Linked DNA regions of Bombyx mori: region 2 is linked to region 1. A link is a contact called in public Hi-C data. All regions are on one chromosome and are shown on one strand. Each heading gives the region's core, a stretch centred on a gene start, on an enhancer-like site or on the middle of the called end of the contact. The rest is flanking DNA. Distances are from core to core; before and after follow the strand shown.

Region 1 (6,229 bases), core at 2,714-5,213:
TGGATGGGTATTCAAATTGACAATTGTCAAAACAAAGAGCAACCTCGGCCTTCGACGACACACAATGCGTTACAAAATTTAATATTAGTTAGATAAGGTATGAATTGTAATGATTTTTGTACTGGCCTAATGATCAAAATTCGACCATATTCACTGATGTCTCAAGATTTAGATTGCTTTAATATTTTTATTTATGTTTTCAACACTAAAAAGTGTAAATAGCTAATATAAAATAGCGGTTGATAAACAGACTAAAAATTTAAATGTACTTTGAATGTTATTATAATATTTATGTAAAATATAAGAAATTGGATAACTTAATCTGAAAAGAGAAAGGACATGTGAAATTCTAACTCCTTAAAAATGGGTGGCTTCATAGGTAACTTTACCTGTAAATTCTCGCCGCTTTTAAGAAAGCTTGAAAGGGCATCCTGGCTGACGTGTACCTCGCCCTTGTACATGAATTCGAGGAGGGCCTGCATGTTGTCGGCAGTGGTAGCCTCCAAAATGACATAACAAGCGCCCGCATGGCTAGGTGGCGCCGTGTCGAATAACTCTTGAAAATGTTTACTGCACGCGGCCAGTATCACCTTATGCGCTTTGAATTGGCGACCTGAAAAGGAAAAAGTACATGGTGAGACTATTATCAATACAAACAAAGCAAATAAGACCAGGAAATTCTTCGGTCTGTATGTCGCATTTTTGTTTCTGGTCATAGAGTGGGTCGAATTATTTCATTTTGTCGAACTAATGCCAAAACTAAATACCGCCTTGGAAACACACTCTTCTGTGGTCAAGTTAGTGAGCAACGGTGATTTCTGGTAATGTTTAAACTAAACAATGTAGATTACACTAAAATGTTTTGTTGTGTTGATTGTCTTACATTTTATTGCTCAAAGTTATTGAACTTTTTTTCCCTACCTAAGCTGATAGCTTTGAGAGGCTATGTCAGCATAATCGGGCGAGTAGGTGAGCTCACGGGGCTCAAACCGGGAGTGTTGCTAATACTGGACCTAGCAAGAGCAGTGCTTCGCAGAATCTACCACCGGACTGGAAACACGACCCACTGAGAAGATCCGGCGAGAAACTCAGGGGGCTCTATCTATAGGTTAATTTACTGGTTGAGCCCTTCGTCGCGAGCGACGGGCTTGGCGAGGGCGACGCACTGTGCTTGAGTTAATGGATCGGGAGGATCCGTGATGACGTATTTAGGGCGAGATTATTGAACGAGATCATGACATAATATAGCTACCGACGTCTATAGAAAACATAATTCACCGATATTAAATTCGAACCATAAAGTTTCAATCTATTTCGCCTAACAGTTCCTCCCACTCTTAAATCGAAAAGTGCGTGCTTCGTAGAAGATATAGGCTAGTAGTTTCGAATGGTATTCACAATACGCTTTAGTACCAGTAATTGTGTAATTTCAATTAATTAATTTTATTTTTTTTCATATAAAATGTAATACTGTTTTTACCACAAGTCATACGTGACAATTTACAATGGGGGTACATTTAAAAGCGAAGGTTATAAACAAAAAAAAAAAGTATAACTAATTTATGTGTATTATCTATGGTATCTAGTATCGCGCGGTGTAGTCCCGTTGACCCTATTCTAATTTTATAAGCGTCGGTTCACATGAGACGTCTGCCGCCCACGCGATGCAATAAGCCATAAACAAAAGTCAAGGTGCCGGCAATTACTATTCAGCAGGGCTGTGCTTGTATATTTAGATCGTGTATACAACTATCGACTGTTCTCCGTTTTTCTGTATATCCACCGCAATTCGATTTAATTTTTATTTTAATTCCCATACAAGTCGCTTCGAAGGTTTCTGTAACAGCTGTCTAAAGATACGCTGAAAAAAGAATGTCTTACAACCATTAAGTTCCAAGCCACAAGATTACTATTTGAAATTTAGTTTTTTTAAAGGATTTTATGGCCTGGTAACTAAGACCTTTAAGTCATGTCTTATTTTAATTTATATTCTTATTTTTATGAAAAATGAAAATATGAAATGAAATGAAGATGATTAATTTGAGACATTAATCAACTGGGATGAAATTAATTGAAATGAAATAAGATGATATGGGATGGAATATCATCTCAGCAAAATGGTGGTTATTTACTGAAATTTTTAGTGGACTTTTTGGAGGATCCCGAGAAGTTACGTCCAGCGACTTTGTTTAATTTTCCCACATTTGTGCACTTTCACAAATATTAAGCTATTAATAAACCACCGTTATTATACATTTAAATCTGAAGAAGCACTAAATAGACAAAATAAAACAAATCAGATAACTTCACTCCTCGCGTTCCCGCCAAAAAGTCGAAATTTAGTTTTGATCCACCTACTTTTATTTTTATTTTTTTTTATTTTTTTATTGTTAAAATTAAAAGAAGGCAGGTAGGTTTGGTAGAAATTAAAAGTCATCACTTTTAAGTCGCAGTTTATTAACGGTCTAGCCTGATCATTCTTAATACATTCAAAATACGATCTATAAATTATATTGTAACATTGGAACGATTTTATTTATTATGACAATTTGTATTATGTAACCCTGTATACTACGTGTAGTATAGACGTGACAATTTAGTATGAGGAAAATATATTTGTTATTCAGTTGTAGAGTAAATTGTAAATTGAAAAAATAGTAACGATGATAAAGAAACTCGCATATTTAGCATTAGGTATAGAAAATCGTCGAAGTGATATTTTGGGGAGCCGTGGAGTGTGGTATAAACAAAATTAATTTGATTTCGTTTTTTTTTTGCTTAGATGGATTAACGAGTTTACGCCCCACCGGTTTGTTAAATGGTCACCGGAGCTCATGTACATCAACAACTTAAATGCCGCCACACACTTTGAGACATGAGTTTTAAGTGTCAGTTTGATAGTAAAACGGCTACCCGACCCCTCTAGCCTACTGAGTTTCTCGCCGGATCTTCTCAGTGGGTCGCGTTTCCGATCCGGTGGTAGATTCTGCGAAGCACTGCTCTTACTTACAGTCAGTGTCAGTGTTAGTGAAATAGCCTCTCAAGGCTATCAGCATAGGTAGGGAAAAAAACCCTTCTAACCGAAACGTAATATTGTTTCGTGGCAGAAATACCTACGCAGAGTCGTGGAACCTATCTGTATGGGCTCACAATGCGCTATCATCACTACTTACACAAATTATTTTTATTTTTGGGTTTTATTTATGTTACACGATATTATTCCTTCATCGTGGAAGTTACTGGTGATCATTTATTATGTACGTATTTCAACAGAAAATTTATTATTATTAATTAAATTTTCTAGAACGGATTGCGTTATGAACCTAAAAAAACTTGATGTATTACGTACGAATAGTATTTGACATTGTATATTTTAAAAAATCTGCGGTTTGAATAAGGAAGCGAAGAAACAATATGAAGTTTTTTGTACTTGTCCTGACTAATTTATTTTTACTATTCCACCGTACATTTACTACACATTTTACATTCCACATGAAATCCCTGATGAACATTGAAAAGAATATTCAATTCATAGGACTGATTCTACCATGGTAAGGAGCAGCATATTGCGAGCGAATACTTTTGCAAGCTCTCTTTTCTTTTTCTTTTCTAGATCTATCTAACCTTTTTTTGGACTGTATTACTTCGCAAATCCAGTCTAGAAAAGGGATAAGCATTATTTGAGTCTAATATTTCAAGGTGCGCAGTTTCATGCATGTTGAGATGCCTATTGGCCCTGGCACCCGCTTAATATCACTTCTAACATCAGCTACACACAAAGAGCGATAAAAAAGATGCGTATCTATTACGTAACTCACGAATATTCAAACATCGCGACGAATTGTCGATACTAGAGCACGCTTGTGCTGTATGTTCATCTACTATTATTACACTATAGTTATAATGGTAGGTATATCTAGTTACGTCACTACGACGAATAGAGCGGAACAAAATACTGATGGCCTTGTACTCAAGCCGTATGCGCTATTAGGCTGCGCACATGCAATGCGATTACTCATACATGTTATATCTATATATTAATACGTGAAGGAAAAACTTTGTATCCCCTTTTACGGAGGAGGAGTATGAAATTTCCCACACTTATAGAGAATATAGAGAAGGAGTGCAGAATGTTAATATTTTTTAAAATTATGCCTAAAACATACATTAAATCAATAAAAAAAAACATTACATACACTACCATGTACTTGACGCACACACGCATGCATACTATTTATTTATTGTAGAACTTTTGTTCTTGACGTCTGTGATCAAATTGAGAATCAGAATAGATTAACTATTGTTTGTCTTTATTAATATTTTTCTATAGTGAAATTTGGCGAAATTTGTGATTATAAAAGTATAATAGTGTTTGAAAATAGAATCATAATAGTTTACAAACTTACAATTTCAATTAATTATAGTCGAATTTCAAATACTGCGGGACCACTAGTATATTTTAATACTTGAATTGCATTTGAATCATCGGCGTGCGTCATACATGTTTTGTTAAAATCCAACTTTTTTTACCCTCTGTCTTTTTAGCCATGAGCCCAATGCTAAAGTGAGGTTATGTTTTAGAGGAAAAGTATTTTGAGTTTGAGCAAACAAAATATAATGCAATTTATGTTGGACTTATACTGAAAACACGAATGACAGAACATAAATAAATATTACAGTAGTGAATTTAATGGGCGCTTATATTATTACTATTATTATTGGGGCTTTTTATCTGATACCATGGTACAACAATTACAACACTTATCACTGTAAAATTTTTTTTTTTTTATTAACATTAAAATATTATTATAATATTATTATATATTGATACAATTATTCTTACGATGCAATTTATTTAAATAATTAATTCGATTCTCTCTAGAAATAGATACAAAACGTGTAAAAGTGATTTTTATCAAAATTAGCTCCTACCGTGTTTCATGTAATGAGGCAAAAACTTTATATTTGTTAAATTGACCCAATGTCACGAGTCTCTGGCATCTCAAATATCTAGCAATTTGATAAAACAATGACTCAGACATACGAAAAACGGAGGAAAATATTAATTGCATAAAATTAATGTACAAATGGGGCAAACAGCGATTATAATAATAACTTTAGCGTGTAAATGAAAAATTAAATATGTAAATAAAAAATAAAAATTAATGTAGCACGCGGTCTTTAAATTTGAATAAATTAAATTTATTTGCGTTGAAATATTCAATTTAGTGAGATCACTCATTAAGTTCAGTACTTGCATCTACGACTTTAACTAGTATTTGGGATGGCTATTGGTATTTATTCTGTTATCGGTATAGGAAGCAATCCCGCTAGCAAAAGCCTTTTTTTAAAAACTAAACTGACTTCAGTCGTAGTCGAAAATAAGTTGAACCCACATTACGTGGTTGAAGTTACCAACAACAAGACTAATGAAAGACGATGGATCCAATTTGGAAGATTAAAATTTCTTTTTTGAAAATACACTCATTAATAAAATTATTCGACGACAGACTTCTAGACTATATTTACATAAGATGCATTATATTGATTGAATTTAGCATTACCCTTACATATACCCTTGGCTTAGCGTAAGTTGGCTGCCTACTAGCAATGAATAACAGTGTCTTAAGAGTTAGTTAATATTATCTTCTTTTTTTTATCTGCATGGGTGGCCGAACTCACAACCCACCCTGGATAGTAATTACCGGTAATTACCCATAGACATCTACAACGTAAATTCCACCACCTACCTTGAGATATGAGTTCGAAGCTCTCAGTATAGTTACAACGGCTGCCTCACCTTTCAAACCGAAACGCATTACTGCCTCACGGCAGAAATAGGCATGGTGGTGGTACCTACTTGTGCGGACTCACAAGAGGTCCTACCATAGTATCATAATAGTAGGTAGCGGCTATGTTTTGCCTCTAATTTTGCTGATATCCATGAACGATGGCGATTACTTATAATCCTGCCGTAAACTAATCTACCTTAATAGCAAAGAAAAAAATAATGAAACAAACTTTTGTTATTATAAATATTAATAAAAAATATATTACACAATTTCTTGTGTGAAAAAAAAAACAATTTAAGAATGAATAATCAACTGCTTTATAATAAATTATAACAAGCTTTCGTCACTGGAGTTTGTAGATCAAAGCTTTTGATAAAATATTATATTATAGAGGTTAGACGACATACCTGAATCACCAATTATTATTTGTTTGTTTT
Region 2 (6,229 bases), core at 2,087-4,586, 71 kb after region 1:
GTTCACTCTATGACCAGTCATTCCTTCATGTTTCAACACAAAGTCTTAGATCGACCATCCTGATTTGAGAGCTGGATGTGTTATGTATGAACATACAGTTTTACTGTGTGTTTTTTTAATATATTTAGCAAGATATTAAACTTACTGAACTACATTCTCTATATAGCATAGAAATAATAAGAAGGTTCGCCGGAGGAAATACTTGAATCATTATGTTTTGTTACATTTTGTTTACTTTAAATCCTTTTTTGAACTGATGACCAAAACGTATACCAGTTTTTTGTAAGTCAAACATTTTATTAACTATTACTAATTTATTCCGCTATACTCTTGAATTTTCAAACTCGTCTCGAACCCATAGACACAGCCCACCGAGTTTTTCGCCGGATCTTCTCAGTGAGTCGCGATTCCGATTCGGTGGTAGACTCTCCGAATTACTCCTCTTTCTAGGGCTAGTGTTAGCAAATTTTCTCAGATTGAGTCCGTCAACTCACGTACTCGTCCGTGAGAAGCTGGAATAGCTTCTTAGGCTACCAACGAATAGATAGAGGAAAAAACTCGTCTCGTCACTTTCATTTCAATATTTCGGTAAATGGCTTTGATTTTTTCATATAAAATAAGCCGTTGTCAAACAAGAATAATTAATTTTTACCGGTGGTAGGACCTGTTGTGAGTCCGCACGGGTAGGTCTCACCACCCCGCCTATTTCTGCCGTGAAGCAGTAATGCGTTTCGGTTTGAAGTGTAGGGCAGCCGTTGTAACTATACTTGAGACTTTAGAACTTACATCTCAAGGTGGGTGGCGCATTTACGTTGTAGATGTCTATGGGCTCCAGTAACCACTTAGCACCAGGTGGGCTGTGAGGTCGTCCAATCTAAGCAATATAAAAAAAAAATTTGGATTAAAAATATTGGTGCCCCTAAATTTTTCTCTGCAGTACTTTTTGTAACGCGTCACAATAGAAATGGTAACTATTAATGAATTCTAGTAACCAATTAAAAGAAGTCAAGAAGTACGTCCGCCATCTATATAAATAAAAAAGAATAAACGACCAAGATAAACATGTATGATGAAGCATTGTGTTTTCTGGGACTGTTATCGTTTCATGATTTATAATGTGAGAATTAAAACTAAAATGGCGTTCTTGTGCACATAATTTTAGTCGTATCTACAATGAAAACGAATTAAAAAGACAATAGGCGAATGGAAAACGTATTGAACGTTTCAAATTCGATATGTGCCTATTAAGTATGTAAATATTCTGAATTATAATTCGTTTTAGTAATTGCTTAGAGTGTGTACTCGAAACAAAAGTAAACAGTCAGGTAATTGTAAATGTATTTTAATTTAGAACTAGATAATAGAAAGAATATTTAAAAAAAAAAAAAACAATTTCAAGCATACATCAGACCATATAATATGATGTTTCGAAAACCGGAAAGCAGTTTTACCCTATAGTAAACCGAAAATATTATTCTCTAAAAATTTTTTTTTTTTTAAATAACATAAGTCTGTTTTTATTTTTGTTGTTTTAAAGTAATTAGGGCCCAAAGGATAATGTGTTTAGTGTATTTGTAACTTTATTTTTTCTACGCACTGCCTGTAGCCTTGAGGGACTATTCTGGCTTCATTGAGTGAATAGGCGAGCTTGCCCTAATAAGAGCACTTCTAGAATCTATCCCCCGATAGATATCGTAACTCATTGCCATGATTCAGCGAGAAACTCAGGGGATTGTGGTTATGGGCTAATTCGAACATAGAATTCTTAATCGACGAGTTTGACGAGCAGAATGAGTTTAATAGGTATCCCATAGGAAGGATAGGTTATGCAAGAAGCTTAGGCGGGAATATGAAAGCTAGTCATCCGGGCTTAAAACGTGATGTACTATCAGTTAATCTCAACATACTCGAGTCGCAAGACATTCCCTAGCCCATTAAATACGTCTATTAAAGGCACTCTAAAAATGTTTATAACAAAGTAATACCTATGCCAATGGATGAAAATCATTATTCCATTACCACTAATTTCAATTAAGGTTACACAAAATTATGGATCATCTAAGAATCTTTACCGCCGACTCCAAACAGAACTACGGTTCTCAGAGGAACAGGCGAGAACAATATGAATTAGGCCAGATTCTCTCCCAAATACAATCAAAGTAGTAAAATCGTATATAAAACAAAACCTAATTTTACCACAACAATAGCGAACGTAATGTACCTGACAAGTTTGCAACGAGACCTTGAAGAGTCCATAATCAAATTAACATAAAGGCAGTTATGTTTGTTTATGTAACTGAAAACGTATAGCTTTGTATGCGCCCGCCATTAATTTGCTCGGTTTGTTTTTTGCGTGTGTATTCATAGATTTCAAGGAACCTAAACGCTTAGGTTACATGTGTACCTTTTTTATTTAATTAATTGTCAATAAATTAGACTGCCAGTTCTTAGGTTTGCGGACGAGACAACTTTTTTAATATCTACCTATTCGCTGGCGGCTATAGGTAGGTATATATATATACCTAGCTATTCCAGGTTCTCGCGGATGAGTAAGTGAGCTCACTACTAACACTAACCCTAGCAAGGGTAAATGAGCTCACTACTAACACTAACCCTAGCAAGGGTGTGTAGTGCTATGCAGAATGTACCGCCGTATCGGAATATTGTGCTACTACCATCTAATTTTCTATAAAAGTATTTATTGACATTTATGTTTTCGACTGTTGTGACTATTAATAGGACACGTATCAAAGTTGAAAAAATACACTCTTATTCACACATTACTTGGCTTACATAGTCTTAAAAAACTTTGGGTTTCACAGTTAACAGCTGGTAAGATTTTATCGCAACGTTGGCAATGATTTGTGACTACCGTACTTTCTAGTCCAATCTAGTCATTAGATCTAATACGATTTAAAATTTAATTTGATATTGCTAACATACTTTTTAATTTTGTTAATGCCTTTCCACGTTCATTAAAAAGAGCTCCAACCCCATCCACATCCAACTGCGCCTAAATAGCGTCAAGAGGTGCGTGTCCCATAAAGCATTTGTATTCTTCGATACCGCTTTATTCATAGGCAGAAAGAGGATACCAGATTTAATGTCGTAAATGTTTACCAAACTACGTAGAGGGCACAAGTATAGATTGCTGATAGCGAAAAAAGCTGATAGCTTACAGGCGTAGCTTTAAAAAAAACCGGACACATGTAAACCGAGTTCAGCGCGTTATCTATGCTCTCGCGTGCATGTGTTCAAAATAATGTTGGTAGGCACAGCGCGGGCGGTACGGGGAGGGAGGCTGCGGCGAAGAGGAAGGGAGGGCGCTTCGCAAATACTCACTGCATACAATGACTGCCTGACTGCCAAAGATCGCATCCCGGACAAACAACTCGGCACGTGTAAGACCAGCGCCGAATCGGAAAAAACGTTTTATATATGCACTTTTAATTTCAATCTAAGTTACATACGTACGATTTACTGTTTACAGTTTCATATGGTAAACAACATTGATAAGACAATTGAATATTGTTTACATTCATCTCTGTTGAAGATGATTAAGATCAGAAGGACATTTCCATTTGGTGTCAAGGAGCTAATTAATGGCTTATTTGTTGTTTGAGAGGCTACGAATGTTACCGCAACATTACAGTACGACATGAGGTCGTAATCCTAATTGAATTAAAACTACGACAACCTACTCTTTGAATCGGAATGCATAAGTGCCGTCGTTTGAAATCATCGTGGCCTAACGGATAAGACGTCCGATGCATTCGTGTTGAGCGATGCACCAGTGTTCGAATCTCAGGCGGGTACCAATATTTCTATTGAAATACGTACTCAACAAATGTTCAAGATTGATTTCCACGGTGAAGGAACAACATCGTGTAATAAAAATGAAACCCGAAAAATTATAATTTGCGTAATTACGGGTGGTAGGACCTCTTGCGAGTCCGCGCGGGTGGGTACCACCACCCTGCCTATTTCTGCCGTGAAGCAGTAATGCGCTTCGGTTTGAAGGGTGGGACAGCCGTTGTAACTATACGTGACACCTCAGAACTTATATCTCAAGGTGGGTGGTGCATTTACGTTGTGGATGTCTATGGGCTCCAGTAACCACTTAACACCAGGTGGGCTGTGAGCTCGTCCACCAATCTAAGCAATAAAAAAAAAGTGCTTTGAAGCATAAACAAGTATGACGGTAAACTATGCAATGCTTTCAAGAAGGAATTTTGATTAGCATTTGTTTTTTAAAATGATTGCATTCGAAGGACCTAAAGGATCCTCTTTAAATACCCACAGTGAAGACCGTAGACGCTATTCATAAACACGATACTAGCTATAATTTTAACTATAGCTACTGTTGCGGCTTATAATCTAACGTGTCTTGTTTTCATTTCGATATTCCTAAAATTCAATGGCCACAAACTAAGTGAAATTCAGCAGTCAAGCCGTAATCTACCGCTTTGGGTTATTTTCAAAGCGCGCTTAATCCCGTCTAGGATAACGAAATCCATCTATACTAATATATAAATCTATAGTGGTTTTTACGGATGTTCCGTTATAACTACTGAACCATGCATCCGATTGACTTGAAACTTGGTGTCCATATAGAAAATACATGTACTTAATGGATAAGTTAATATTTATATGAGTGTTGGACTCCCTAAACCAGTTGCGGGGGTGTTATGATGAGAATCTTTGTGGGGGTGAGAAATAATAATATTAAGTTTAAATGCCCAGCGAAGCGGACAGGTACAGCTAGTAACATAATAAAACTATTGGTCTCTCGGAAACGATGCTAGTGAACCTTAGATGCTCCCTGTTCAAATCACCTATTTCAAATTCAAAACACTTATAGAATCTATACAAAATCGTAAAAGAATTAAAAGAAACAACAATAGTATTATCAAGTTTAACACACATATCATGAACGACTTGCCTTTTTTATTTATGTATTGCTCAGGTGGGTGGACGAGCTCACAGCTCACCTGGTGTTAAGTGGTTACTGGAGCCCATAGACATCTACAACGTAAATGCGCCACCCACCTTGAAACATAAGTTCTAAAGTCTCAAGTATAGTTACAACGGCTACCCCGCCCTTCAAACCGAAACGCATTACTGCTTCACGGCTAAAATAGACAGGGCGGTGGTGCCTACCCGCGCGGTCCTACCTTCTTAATAAATTATCAAACAATAAATCTCATAAAGTACAAAAAAGCATTTCACGCTTTGAGAATCTACATAGGAACAATCTCTAAGGGTTTCGCATATGGCAACAATTGTACTAATAACCAAAATAAATTCGTCGCACATTGCCAAAACTCTGTGAGAGAATTCTTAACGTTCAGCTGATGTCTTCGTAGGAAATTTTATAAATAGTATACTGAACGTCCGTCGAACCGGTAACACCGCTTATTTGACTTTAAAAAACATTCAAATAAACACACCTAATATTTTCTATTTCGTCCGAGAGTTCGTCCTTTTTAAATACCTAATCTTTTTATTAATCGCCATGTCAACAAAACGTTTAAAACACACACTGTTTTTATGAATAAAATTTTAAGTTGCGTTCACAATGTAATTTTTTTTTGTTTTTTTTTTTTTGGACTGGTAATTCGAAACGAAAATAAAATTGATTGCTGTTTTCAGTGCAGTTTCTGAGAATTTTGAAAAATGATTACACACGACGTGTCTTTGGTGATGAAACGCATTTTTTTTTAATGGATTTTATGACCTGGCAACTGAGACCTTTAAGTCATTTCTTATTTTAATTTATATTTATATTTTTATGAAAAATGATATTATGGAGTGAAATGATATGAAGATGATTAATTTCAGACATTAACCAACTGGGATGAAATTAAATGAAATGAAATGGGATGAAATATAATTTCAGTAAAATGGTGGTAATTTACTAAGATTTTTTCAGTGGACTTTTTGGAGGATCCCGAGAAGTTACGTCCAGCGGCTTTGTTTCATTTTCCCACATTTGTGCACTTTCACAGATATTAAACAGTTAATAAACCACCATTATTACACATTTAAACCCGAAGAAACACTAAATAGACAAAATAAAACAAATCACACAACTTCACTTCTCGCGTTCCCGCCAAAAAGTCCTGCAACGTATATTGTTTGAATGTGTTGACAGATCTTGAAAGAGCAAACGAGTAGGTCAGATTTCGAAATGAAAATCAAACGCGTATTAACTTTCTTTTCGTACGTG

Evidence for each region. Hi-C and Micro-C count contacts between places; a contact is called where the count stands out from the background.
Region 2: a Hi-C map of middle silk gland shows a contact between it and region 1, with 2.1 times the contacts expected there. The contact joins two enhancer-like sites. A contact is called at or near these places in 2 of 7 Hi-C or Micro-C datasets (middle silk gland and midgut).

Annotation. Positions count from the first base shown.
Region 1 is chr4:15,618,913-15,625,141 of ASM3026992v2, forward strand. The region is part of intron 1 of LOC134198821; the gene reads right to left. It overlaps LOC105842315 (zinc finger protein chinmo), which reads right to left. Exons shown (of 7, transcript XM_038021863.2): 3 at 390-613. Among protein-coding and RNA genes, the nearest start is that of CPR58, 15 kb to the left of the region's middle. Within about 2 kb of position 3,964, at least 5 of the 8 cell types and tissues checked have open chromatin away from gene starts, as enhancers often do.
Region 2 is chr4:15,690,860-15,697,088 of ASM3026992v2, forward strand. The region is part of intron 1 of LOC134198821; the gene reads right to left. Among protein-coding and RNA genes, the nearest start is that of LOC105842315, 10 kb to the left of the region's middle. Within about 2 kb of position 3,337, at least 7 of the 8 cell types and tissues checked have open chromatin away from gene starts, as enhancers often do.